2 separate regions of the Canis lupus genome follow, and region 1 is linked to region 2. A link is a contact called in public Hi-C data. All regions are on one chromosome and are shown on one strand. Each heading gives the region's core, a stretch centred on a gene start, on an enhancer-like site or on the middle of the called end of the contact. The rest is flanking DNA. Distances are from core to core; before and after follow the strand shown.

Region 1 (6,957 bases), core at 4,209-6,708, 42 kb after region 2:
ACCAGATGGCTTCACTGGTGAATTCTACCAAACATTCAGAAAAAATTAATACCAATCCTTTATACGTTCTTTTAAAAACAGAAGAAGAGGAACCACTTCCAAATTCGTTTTAGGAAGCCAGCTTCACCCGGATTCCAAAACCAGACAAAAACCACAAAAAAAGAAAACTACAGGCCAATATCCCTAATTAATATAGATATAAAAATCTTCAAACAAACAAAATTCAATAGCACATTAAAAAGGATCATATATCATGACCAATTGGGATTTATCCCTGGGATGCAAGGGATGATTCAAAATATACAAATCAATCAATGTGACATAATATATTTTAAAAATGAAAGAAACCACATGATCATCTCAGCAGACACAGAAAAGGTATTTGACAAAATTCAAATTCATTCTTGATTAAAATCTCACCAAAATGAGCATAGAAGGAACTTACCTCAACATGATAAAGGCCATACATGAAAAGCGCACAACTAATATAATCAGTTGGGAAAAACTAAAAAGCTTTTCTTCTCAGATCTGGTGCAAGGCAAGGATGCACACTTTCATAACTTCTATTCCACATAGTACTTGAAGTCCTAGCCAGAGTAAATAGACAAGAAAAATAAATAAAAGGTATCCAAATCAGAAGGGAAAAAGTAACATTATCTGTGTTCATAGATGATGTTATTATATATATAGAAAACTCTGAAGACTCAACAAAAAAACTGTTGAAACTAATAATCAGCCAAGTTGCTACGTACAAAATCAACATGTAAAAATCAGTAATGTTTTTTTTAATTTTTTAAATTTAAATTCAATTAGCCAACATATAGAACATCATTATTTTCAGATGTAGAGTTAGGTAATTCATGAGTTGCATGTAACACCCATCACATGCCCTCACATTACATGCCCTCCTTAATGCCCATCACCCAGTTACCCCATCTCCCCTTCAGCAACCCTCAGTTTCTTTCCCATAGTTAAAAGTCTCTCATGGTTTGTCTCCCTCTTTGATTTCCTCCCATTCCGTTTTTCCCTCCCTTCCCCTATGATCCTCTGTACTGTTTCTTATATTTCTCTTATGAGTGAAACCATATGATAATTATTTCTCTGATTAACTTATTTTGCTTAGCATAATACCTTCCAGTTCCAACCATGTTGATGTAAATGATAAGATTTCAACCTTTCTGATGGCTGAGTAATATTCCATTTTATATATATACCATATCTTCTTTATCCATTCATCCATCAATAGACATCTTGGCTCTTTCCATAGCTTGGTTATTGTGGATTACTGCTATTAACATTGGGGTGTGGAGGCCCCTTTGGATCACTACATTTGTATCCTTGGGCAAAATACTTAGTAGTGAAATTCCTGGGTCATAGGATAGCTCTATTTTTAACTTTTTGAGGAACCTCCATACTGTTTTCCAGAGTGGCTGCACCATCTTGCATTCCCACCAACAGTGTAAGAGGGTTCTCCTTTCTCTGCATCCTTGCCAACATTTGTCATTTCCTGACATTTATCTTAGCCATTCTAACTGGTGTGAGGTGGTATCTTATTGTGGCTTTGACTTGTATTTCCCTGATGCCAAGTAATGTTGAACATTTTTTCATGTCTGTTGGCTGTCTGTATGTCTTCTTTATACAAGTTCCTATCTTCTGCTCATTTCTTGACTGGATTATCTGACTTTTGGGTGGTGAGTTTGATAAGTTCTTTATAGATCTTGGATACTAGCCCTTCATCTGATATGCCATTTGCAAATATCTTCTCCCATTGTATAGGTTACCTTTTAGTTTTGCTGACTGTTTCTTTTGCTGTGTAAAATCTTATTATCTTGATGAAGCCCCAATAGTTCATTTTTGCTCTTGTTTCCTTTGCCAGTAGTGTTTCTATACACTAACAACAAGCTATCTGAAAACATAAAAGGAAAATTAAGAAGGAAATTAGGAAGACAATCTCATTTATGATAGAAAATAAATTCATTAAATAAAATACTTAAGAATAAACTTAACCAGAGAGGTGAAAGATTTGTACACTAAAAGTTATAAAGCACTGATGAATGAAATTAAAGAAGATAATAAATGGAAAGTGTTCATGAATTAGAAGAATTAATATTGCTAAAATGTCCACACTATCCAAAGTGATCTATGATCTACTGATTCAGTGCCATCCCCATCAAAATCACAAATGCATTCTTTACAGAAATAGAAAAAACAACTCTAAAATTTATATGGAACCACAAAAGACTTCTGAGTAACCAAGTCAATCTTAAGCAAAAAGAACAAAGCTAGAGGCATCATACATCCTGATTTTAAAATATGTTACAAGCTATAGTAATCAAAACAGGAATAAAAAGAGACATATAGACCAATGGAACAGAATAGAGTCACAAAATAAATCCATACATCAACAGTCAACTGATCTTTGACAAGAAAAGATAGTCTCTGAAGTAAATGGTGTTGGAAAATTGGATATCCACATACAACAGAATGGAATTGGACCCTTATTTCATATCATATAGAAAGTTAACTCAAAATGTATTGTAGACTTAAACAGAAGAACTGAAATCAAAACTATCAGAAGTAAACGCAGGGAAAAAACTTCTTGACATTGGTCTGGGCAATGATTGCTTGGATATGACCCTAAAAGCACAGGCAACAAAGAACAAAAATAGACAAGTGGGATTCCATCAAACTAAAAAACCTTCTGCATAGCAAAGAAAACAATCAACAGAATATAAAGACAACCTATAGAATGGAAGAAAATATTTACAAATCATATTTGATAAGGGGTTAATATCCAAAATATATGGCTAAATAAATATAAATACCCCAACTTAAAACTGGGCAAAGGACCTAAATAGGTATGTCTCTAAAGAAAACATACAAATGACCATCAGCTATATGAAAAGGTTCTCAACATCACTAATCATCAGAGAAATGCAAATCAAAACCATAATGACCTCACACCTCACACTTGTTAGAATGGCCATTATCAGACAAATGATAACAAATGTTGTTGAGGATGGAGAAAAGAGAACTATTGTGCACTTCTGTGGGAATGTAAACTGGTATAGCCACTACAGAAAGCATTATGGACGTTCCTCAAAAAATTAAAAATAGAACTCTTATGATCCAGCAGTCCCATTTCCAGGTATATAGCCAAAAGAACGAAATCAGAATCTTAGAGATAGCTGCACTCCCATGATCATTTCAGCATTATTCACAATAGCCAAGATATGGAAACAATGTAAATGTCAACAGATGAATAAAGAAAATGTGATATATAAATATACATAATAACTGATATATAAATATAATATAAACGTAAATATATTATCTCCTGCCATTTGTAGCAACATGGATGAACCTGGAGGACATTATGTTAAGTGAAATAAGTCAGACCCAGAAAGATAAAATATTGCATTATTTCATTTATATATGGATTTTAAAGCAGACAAACTCATAGAAGTGGAGAGAGTGGTTGTTGCCAAGGGCTGCGGGAAGAGGAAATGAAGACTGGTTCATCAAGGGGTACAAAATTTCAGTTATGCAAAATGAATAACTTCTGGGGATTTAACATTTAACAATGTGATCACAGTTAACAATATTGTATATTCTTGAAATTTACTAAGAGGGTAGATCTTAAGTGTTCTCATCAGAAAGAAGGAAAGAAATAGGGGCACCTGGGTGGCTCGGTGGTTGAGCTTCTGCCTTTAGCACAGGGCATGATCCTGGGGTCCTGGGATCCAGTCCTACATCAGGCTTCCTGCAGGGATCCTGCTTCTTCCTCTCATTAGGTCTCTGCCTCTGTGAGTCTCTCATGGATAAATAAGATCTTAAAAAGAAAGAGTCATGTGAGGTGATGGATATGTTAATTAGCTTGAGTTCATTACTTCACAATGTATATCAAATTATCTGGGTGTACACCTTAAATACATATAATTTTAAGTTGTCAATTGTATCTCAATAAAGCTGGGGGGAAACATGCTAGAGGCAGCGTGCATAGGAATAATGCAAGCAAGCTCTGGAGTCAGAACAGTGTTCTGCCGCTGTTTATGAAATCTTAGATGAGTCATTGAAACTCTCTGAGCCTCAGTTTCCCAGGGCTGCAAAACAGAAATGACAGTACTTACCTTTCGGGGTTTTTTGTTGAAATTAAATGAGACAGTGTACATAAGGTTTTGTCACAGCTTATTGCCCTCGATGAGTATTCAATAGATGTTAGCTAATATTAACATTCAGTTCCATTTTCTTCTCAGTCACCAACTCCAATATCAGGCAGGTAAATAATACATTAGTAGGATGAGAAGAGCACAGAACTGGTGGCAGGCACCTGCTAGGCTCCCGCCCCTGCTAGGCGGGTCCTGAGGGGTCATTTTACACATTTAAGCCTTTTCTAAAGATTATTTATTTATTTATTTATTTATTTATTCACGAGAGAGGCGGGTCCTAAGTGGTCATTTTACATATTTAAGCTTTTTAAAAAAGATTTTATTTATTCATGAGAGATTCAGAGAGAGAGACACAGAGGGAGAGGCTGAGGGACAAGCAGGCTCCCCACTGAGCGGGGAGCCAGATGCGGGATCACGCTCTGAGCCAAAGGAAGATGCTCAACCGCTGAGCCACCCAGGCGTCCCAAAGTGTATGCATTCGAATAAAAGGGGGCAGCCCTGGTGGCTCAGCGGTTTAGCGCCGCCTTCCGCCCAGGCCGTGATCCTGGAGACCCGGGATCGAGTCCCACGTCGGGCTCCCTGCGTGGAGCCTGCTTCTCCCTCTGCCTCTCTCTCTGTCTCTGTGTCTCTCGTGAATAAGTAAATCTTTAGGAAAAAAAAAAAAAGGTAAATGACACCTAGCAACATCGTTCACTCATGGACTTAATTCCTCCGTTAATCAATAACTTACCCAACGCTCATAATATAGACTTAGTCTAATTTTAAGTACTCGAAACCGGGAAATGAATGAGACACGGCTTCGATGTGCAGGAACTCACAGTCTAAGAAATCTGAAACGAGATAACGCCTGTGCAGACCTCCTACAGGTCAGTGACAAGGCAGTCCAGAGAAATTGCTGGCGCGACTCCTAACTTTCCAGTCCCAGAGGACTCTGTCCCCGAGACCCTCCCTCCGCCTTCCGAAGGTTGGCCTGGAAGGCGAGGGCAGGAGGGGCAGCTGTAAATAGAACAAAAGAGCAGCCTTTCTTTTGGGGGAGAAATAAGGAAAAAGGAGAGCACCGGCCTGTCTGTGTTCGATCAGTTGACTGCGTGCTTAACCACAGAAAGGTCGGACTTCCCGTCCAGGGAGCAAAAGTTCACCGCAGCGCTGGGGAGAAACCGCGGATGCCCGGCCGCGCACGCGCACCGGCTTCCGCCCCGCGCCCCGCGCCCCCGCGGTCGGAAGCTTGACGCAAAGCGTCGGACGAAAGACGTAGGAAAGGCGGCGAGAGAAACGCAGGCTCTCGGGTCACGTGACGCGGCGAGCGCGTCGTCGGCTCCTCCCCCTCCAAGATGGCGTCCTTGCTGCAATCAGAGAGGGTGCTCTACCTCGTCCAGGGAGAGAAGAAGGTCCGGGCCCCGCTGTCGCAGCTGTACTTCTGCCGCTATTGTAGCGAACTGCGGTCGCTGGAATGTGTGTCTCACGAGGTAATGCGGTCGGTCGTCCCGTGCCGAGTGTGTCTGTGTTGGGGGGAGGGGGGCAGGGTTCGTCCTAGTCACCGCGACTGGCGGGTAGTCATTTTCCTAGCTTGCCGATTGGCTGTGTCTTCCGTCACTCAGATTTGCTTGCGATTTAACTTGCCTTCTAATTTGTCATTTGGAAAGAAGGAGAGGCCTTGGGTGGGGCTGAGCGGATCTTTTGGTTCTAGGGCGCCCTCTGATTGGACAAACCTGACTTTGGGGCCCTGGCTGTCTCCTGGGGGGTGGGGGTGGGGGTGGGGGGTCTGGTAATTGGGTGGGTTGGGGAGGAAGCTGTGGGGGTGTTGACTGGGGCCCACCTGAGGGGCGACGTACCGTCTTTCCACGACTGTCTGTAGGGTGGAGCCCGCAGGCAGTCTCATTCACGCTTCTTCCATCCTGGAAGTTCTGCCCTTACTTTGGCCAGAAAGGGCCTTCCGGGCTCTGTTTTCCGGCTCAGGCCAAGGCCTGCAGCAGGGAAGAGGTTGGGCTGCGGCGAGTTGAGCGAAAAGTGCTTAGAATAAGGTGTGTCGTGTAAGAAGCTCATGGCGTTTCTCCAGAGGGTATGGTGCTGTCCTCAGGCACAACTGGGCGTTGGAAGTGGGATTGCTCAGGACTCGTAAAGCACTCCACCCTATTTTTTTTTTAATTATATATGTGTGTGTGTGTGTGTACCAAATAACGAAATCCTCAAACTTCTGCAGCACTTGGTACAACTTGTTCATTCAGTAAGCTTTGGGGATTAAACGACGAGTGAAGACATAAATCCTGTTGTTGAGTGACTCACAGTCTAGTTAAGAAAAAGCTGCTGGGAACAGTTACTGCTTATTCAGTACTTTGTATATGCCATGGGTTTATGTAAACTCCTTTAATCATCCCAGAGCCCAACAGAATGGATACCTTAAACACACACACACACACACACACACACACACACACACAACTTTATAGTTAAGGTAACAGATGCAATGTTTGACCTAGATCACAGCCAAAAATTTGGAGGTGACAGGGAGGACCAGGATTTGAAACTCCTCAGCCTTTCAAATCAGGATTTGAAACATGATTCAGAGAACTTCACTGAAGATCCCCAGTCTGTTAAAAATGCGTATGAATACGTGCCCTATGCTATCTGCCATTTTACACATTATCATTAATAGTTTTATTTGGTATATTTTTCATCATATTAAGAATAGTCACAAAAAATAATAGTCACAGAAAGCAGTTAAATAATACAAGAGAAAAATCAATGCCATATCATGTACATGACATCTCTTGTATTTTTTTCATTTGTG
Region 2 (6,322 bases), core at 2,503-5,002:
CCCATCACCCCAGGTCCTTCAGCCTTGCCAAGAAATGGCAGTGCCGTCCTCTAGACTGTTACAGGGGTAGACATTCTGGCACAGGAAGGTCCTAGGAAGTTCCACCCATCTCCCTCCTCCTGCCACACTCAGTTCCCTCCAAATTAGGTAACTTGAGGGAGTGGCACCACAAAGAAAATGACTTTGAGCCAAAGCACTACTGGCCCCTTGGAATGCAGACAGGGTGTCTTTGCTTGGTTCGACCTGAGGGGCACTGGCAAAGGCTGCTCTGCCCCCAGTGTCTTCATCACCACCCTGAAGGCCATTGTCAGCAATTATAACCCTGTGGTGGCTTTACCATTCATCGCCACAAACAGCTTTAACCTCCACCCAAGGCATTGGTTCTTACAACCCTCTGAGGTAGGAAGGGCAGGACCATGATCCCCATTTAGAAGATAAGGAACCTGGAACCCACAGAGTTAGGTCCCTTGACCCAGCTCACACAGCTGGCCGGTGGCAAAATCCAAACAAGAACTCCGGTCTCCTCTCACACATCAAGCTCCAGAGTCCACACTCCAAAGCCCCTCCTGCTGCTTTTCTGAGAAGGAAGAGGCTGGGGGAGGAGATACTATCCATGTTTCTCCCCGGCCCCTCTTGGGACACTGATTTCAGACAGCCCCGTTGAGGACAGGATGAGTCCGCATGCGATAGATAATGACCGCGGTGGCTGGGCACAGCAACAAGGAGGTCATGATGACAATGGTGGCCAGGATGATGAGGACAATGACCCAGATATCCAGGATGTGCTTGGGGAGTGCGGCTTCCATGGGGACCTGGCTGACGGCATCCATGCTGCTTCACTCTGTGACAGACAGGAGAGAGGAAGTCACTATTCTGTACCCTCTCCCGGACTCAGAGGCTTGGGTCATTTACCAGCTGGGTGCTCTTAAGGTTACCTGACCAATAATGGGCTCACTTACCCAGGGGGGTAGTGTGCTAAGCCCCACCACCAGCTCCATGAGGTGGAGACTATGACTGTCAGCTTTTTTATTACTTTTTTTTTTTAAGATTTTATTTATTTATTTGAGAGAGACCACAAGCAGGGGGGAAGGGCAGAGGGAGAAGGAGAAGCAGAAGCAGACTCTGCTGAGCAGAGAGCCTAGGAGGGACTCGATCCCAGGACCACAGGATCATGACCTGAGCTGAAGGCAGACGCTGTACTGACTGACCCACTCAGGTGCCCCAGCCTTCTTTTATATATTGGATTTTATCTTCAATTATTTCCATTTTATAGATGGAGACTCTAAAGCCTTCACAGATGTAGATGTAGTAAATGTGCCCAAGGAAGTGAAGCCAGGTGGGTGGGACTCCAGAGCCACCATGTTTAATTTGTAAATTATCACATTACCAGTCTGGCCCCTCATCTGTTAAAATGGAAAATCAACTGGTTTTGGTCCTGTGTCCCTTCTCCCATTCTCCTGGTAACAAAACCTGCTTTTTCTGTGGAGAACCTACCATGTGGTTTAGTGAGGGTGCTCACCTGAGCACAGAGGTAGATATGGCACCTAGGCTTGGCCATCACAAATCTCCATAGCCTCCATTCAGGGCTGGGCAAGTGACCTAGGCCAGGTCAGCCAAAGTCCTCCCAGGGCTCTTATGCACAAGCTATTGGGAAAGAGGATTCCTTCTGCTGGGCTCTGCTAAACCAAGAGGATGTGAGTCTGGAAAGGATAGGCAGGGGAGCTGTCTCACCCACGCTTAGATAGCCCATCTTAGAGATGAAAAGAGAAATGGAGCTTTCAGGACCCGAACCCCATGCAGTCTGACGCCATCTGCAATCCCAGCCACCCCAGACACAGAAGTGAATAATTTCCTGCTTTTAAGCCTGAGTCAGTTTGGCTTCTCTCACTCAACAGCTAAAAGAGTTCTGATGAATAAGATGGAAATCAGTTATTCCCTAACTTTTTCAATTCACGGCACCCTTCGTGTCTCAGTAATTTTTTCACAGCTCTGCGGGCCCAAAGAAATATCTAGCAGTTTCAATGATTACATAGTTAGCTTCAAACAACTCAATTAGCATTTATGTCCTAACAGACTAGTAGCTGTTGGGGGGGGGGGGGGGGGAGACATCATACACACAAATTGAAAGAAGAAAACACTTTCCTTCACTCCTCACCAGTCACTTACCAATGGGGTGTGGGCAATGGTTCGGCACTGTACGACTTCTCAGACTCTGGAGTCAGAGTCAACAATACCACCACCCACCGCCCGTCCCACGCTCCCGTTTGTGCTCACTGCTTGCTGTATCATGGCAACCACCAAAAACTGGGCTTCGTGAAACAGAACATCGCCAAAGGGAATGTAGTAAGGCGAACATTAAACTGTCAACTTTCTTGAGCTCGGAGTTTGCACAGTGTCTGGGGGATGTCAAATATCATCCCTGTCAAACATTTTAAAGATCCTGCAGCCCCCATTCACACACTTTCCCAAAGAGTTCACTGAGGCTCCCCAGGGCTCAGTGTACAACTTGGGACCCATAGACAATATATTCCCTCCCCAGAGGTCACAAGACTAGGACAAACACTCTCCTGTGGTTCCTTCTAGATCTGAGATCTAGATTTCTAGATCTAGGTCCCAGACAAAATTTCCAATCCCAATTCAATTTCTTACTTTTTCCTAATTAGTAACTTTTTCTTCCCAATGCCTTTGACTCCGTGCCCACTGTTGCCCTGCTAAGGAAGGTGCTGATTGCCATTTCCAAGGCAAAGTCCCCTTTGGGATGTACACACAGAGATATTCATTTCTGCATCATTTGTTATAGCAACCAACACAACAAATGTCCATAATAGTAAGATAGAGTATATCTGTATATTGGTGTAACATGCAGCAGCCTGCATTTGCTCATTTAACAAACATACAGTGCGTGCTACTCACCATGCATTGTTGCAAGCGTGTTACAAATATTAACTTCTTTAATAGTAAGTATTAAAAAGAATAATGATCTATGGTGGTGTTCTGAATATCTTAAGTGGGAAAAAAAAAGTACAGTACAGAATAATGTGTACAGGATTATTCCTCTGGCTCAGATTTTGTAGAATTAAGTAGACAGATAGGTGGCGATACATAAATGTAAAATCATTTATGAGCAGAATCTTTTCAAAGAAAGTGTCAAAGAGTGATTACCTGGGGGCCAGACTGGGAGAAGCTTTTGGTTTTCATTCTTCATGTCTTTATGCTGCTTGAATTTTCTAAACATGAGCATGTCTTACATTTAATTTTCCTTTTTTTTTTAAGATTTTATTTATTCATGAGAGACACACAGAGAGAGGCAGAGACACAGGCAGAGGGAGAAGCAGTCTCCCTGCAGGGAGCCTGATGCAGAACTCAATTCCAGGATTCTGGGATCACCACCTGAGTAGAAGGCAGACGCTCAACCACTGAGACACCCAGGTGTTTCTACATTTAATTTTCTTAAGTCAACTGGATTGAGGGGGAAACAGTTGAATAAAATTCAAGTATGACCCTAGATCAGTGGTCACCAAATGTTCTATACTGTGCCAAGGGGGAGGGCCACCTTAGGACAATATTAAAAAACCATTAATTTCTGGGTCCTATTACAGACTTATTGAATTAGACTCAATAGGGGACAGGAGGAGGCCAATACGGACCCAATATGCAGCCAGGCTTGGAGGCCCCTGGACCGATGGATCTCTAAGACTGCTATGACTCTCTCCAGCACTGTGATTTAGGAACTGACTCCTACGTGCTCTGTAGCCAGTCTGGTCAGACCCGGGCAAGGTCCAGGATGAAGGAGAAGCCTCTGGCTAGGCTCTCTAGGAGACCCGGGATTATCAGGCTGGGGCCTGCCGAGGAGGGGGAAGCACAGGCTGGCCCTGCCTCAGCCTTAAAAATGTGGTCACTTACTTCCAACTCCAAGACACAGAAGCATGAGTCACAGGAGACGTACACTGTTAGGGAAGGGACAGAGGCAGCAGAAATCATTCTTTGTGGTCTCCTGATTACATCAACAGCTAGCCTGCCCTGCGCCAAAAGAACCCCACGAAAGCCCTTTCTGGTAAACCCATTAACATCAAACAGTTTCCGTGACTCCAAATGCCAGAAATAATTTCCCTGGCCGACTTTCATATGGAAAACCTGTCATTTACAGGAACTCAGGCTCCGAGGCTCATTCATAATCACGAATCACAGAAGCCACAGCCAGCCTTATTTCACAGATGGCAAAACTGAGATACTGAGGTCTTTCCCCACCTTCAACCCTACCTTCTTCCAGAATAATCATTCAAAGACATAAATCCGATCAAGCCACTTGCCCAAGCAACACAAAACAGAACAAGTAGAGGAATAAATGAAACTTTTTCTGTAACCCATACTCTAGATTGTACTCTTTCGCACACGGCATTATTTAAAACCTGGAACATAAAAGCAGAGCTGCTCTAGCATGCCAGGGAGGAACCAAAGGAGGAACTTTGGGGTCCCAGCCAGTGAGGCTGGATAAATATCCTTAGAGGCCCTAAGCACTAGAGATTTGGGTGTCCACCCCCTTCACACATATAATTCAAACTAAACACAATACTAAACTATAACATAGAAAACTAAAGTAGCTTTCCCAGGTATTATTCTAGTGTCCTTGCTTAGCACAACCCATTTGCTTGGTACAGCACAGCTGTTCAGCTTTCCCTTGGCCCCTTGGGTTCCTCAAAACACAGTCAGAAAACCACAGGTTGTGATGTTCTCCAAGGGCTGTTTCAGAGTTACCACTGTTCCAGGGCTCTAAGGATGGCCATGAACATGGCCAGACATCCAAGTGCACAGGGAGCTCTCCTTGTTTCAACCTTCCCAGTCTTCAAACATGTGTCCTCTGATAGGCTGTTCCTTCCCATGGAACACCTCTCCCCACTGTGAAAGATAAATTTTGTCCCCAAAATAAGAACTACATAAACCATATGTTCAGCATCTTTAATGGCACGCTGGACAGTTTTCCTTGAGAAAAAACAGGACTCAAAGCTTCTGCTAGCTGACTTCTGTTTGACCCCTATCTGGCATCCGGGTGCATGGTTCCTTGTGAGTGCATAAAACCCTGTTTCTTGGCACATCTAATTAATAACCATAGATCAAGCTGCTTATCATTTGCTTTGCAGATACATTATTTGTTATTTCTGATTAATGGGTTATGTCAGACTAGGGCCCAGAACATTCATATCACAAACTCAACCTTATCCCAGATAAAACTGTGGTTTTTATGATCATGGGAGGTACAACAGCAGTCAGGCCTAAACTCCTGTCAGTTTAAACCGGCATACTTTATCTCCTAATTACCTCATTAAATGAATAAATAAACTTTGACATATGTTCAATATAAGTTTGTCTAAGCACTGTGTTAACACCACTCTGAGCTGACAAGCAAAGAAGCCACTGGTATCACCAGCCACTGATGCCACGTGGGCCCCTACACCACCAGCTCTGTGAGAGCCCAGTTTTCTTTCTTTTTTTTTTTTAAAGATTTTATTTAGTCATTCATGAGAATACATAGAGAGAGAGAGAGAGGCAGAGACACAGGCAGAGGGAGAAGCAGGCTCCACGCAGGGAGCCCGATGCGGGACTTGATCCAGGGTCCCCAGGATCATGCCCCGGGCTGAAGGCGGCGCTAAACCGCTGAGCTACCTGGGCTGCCCGAGAGGCCAGTTTTCATAAGCCACTGAAAATCTTTTAGGGGAAAAAAAGAATAATTATTCCAGCTAATTCTATCATATGGTGAATTTTCTAGTTCCAACAAAAAAATATAAATTTCAGGAATTAAAATTTCCTGCAAGTCAATTGTTTTAGAATAACTGGACTCAAGGTGACTAATCTGTTCTATCTATCCACCTTTCAATCATGAGACTTACTCCCTAGCAAGCAGCTCTCACCCTCTGACAAAGTAATACTGGTTTTGGTTGAGCACCACTAGAATAAGTAACTCTGTCCAGGATGTTCATTCGTTCATTCATTCATTCATTCATTCATCAAGTACTTGCTATATACAAGATACTCTCTTAGGAATTACTGTTATTTATTCTGAAGATATAGCTCATTTCCAAGAAGCAAAGAGAAGTGTCCCTCCTCTTATTTCCTCAAATACAGCAATACACAAGCCAACATTTAACAAATACCAAGTGCTAAGTAGTGTGCTAGGCCTCATCCCACACATTAACTTACTTAACCTTCATAATAATCTTGTGCTGGATATATTATTTTACAGATGTGGATATGAAAGCCAAGAAAGGTTAACTGGCTAGTGGTCATAAAGCTAAGTAACAGACATTCAAACTCAGGTCTTCTGACC

What was found. A called contact is a pair of places that touch in the nucleus more often than the background predicts.
Region 1: a contact with region 2 is called in a Hi-C map of skin fibroblasts, with 1.9 times the contacts expected there. The contact joins the promoter of DCTN4 here to the enhancer-like site in region 2. A contact is called at or near these places in 3 of 9 Hi-C or Micro-C datasets (blood and skin fibroblasts).

Annotation. Positions count from the first base shown.
Region 1 is chr4:59,331,772-59,338,728 of UU_Cfam_GSD_1.0, forward strand. It overlaps DCTN4 (dynactin subunit 4), which reads left to right and starts at 5,459. Exons shown (of 13, transcript XM_038535018.1): 1 at 5,459-5,635. The coding sequence starts at 5,501. It overlaps SMIM3 (small integral membrane protein 3), which reads right to left and starts at 1,843. Exons shown (of 4, transcript XM_038535014.1): 1 at 1,782-1,843; 2 at 446-587.
Region 2 is chr4:59,291,704-59,298,025 of UU_Cfam_GSD_1.0, forward strand. It overlaps SMIM3 (small integral membrane protein 3), which reads right to left. Exons shown (of 4, transcript XM_038535014.1): 4 at 1-841. The coding sequence starts at 830. The coding sequence ends at 648. Among named protein-coding and RNA genes, the nearest start is that of SMIM3, 39 kb to the right of the region's middle. Within about 2 kb of position 3,753, at least 3 of the 20 cell types and tissues checked have an H3K27ac peak or open chromatin away from gene starts, as enhancers often do.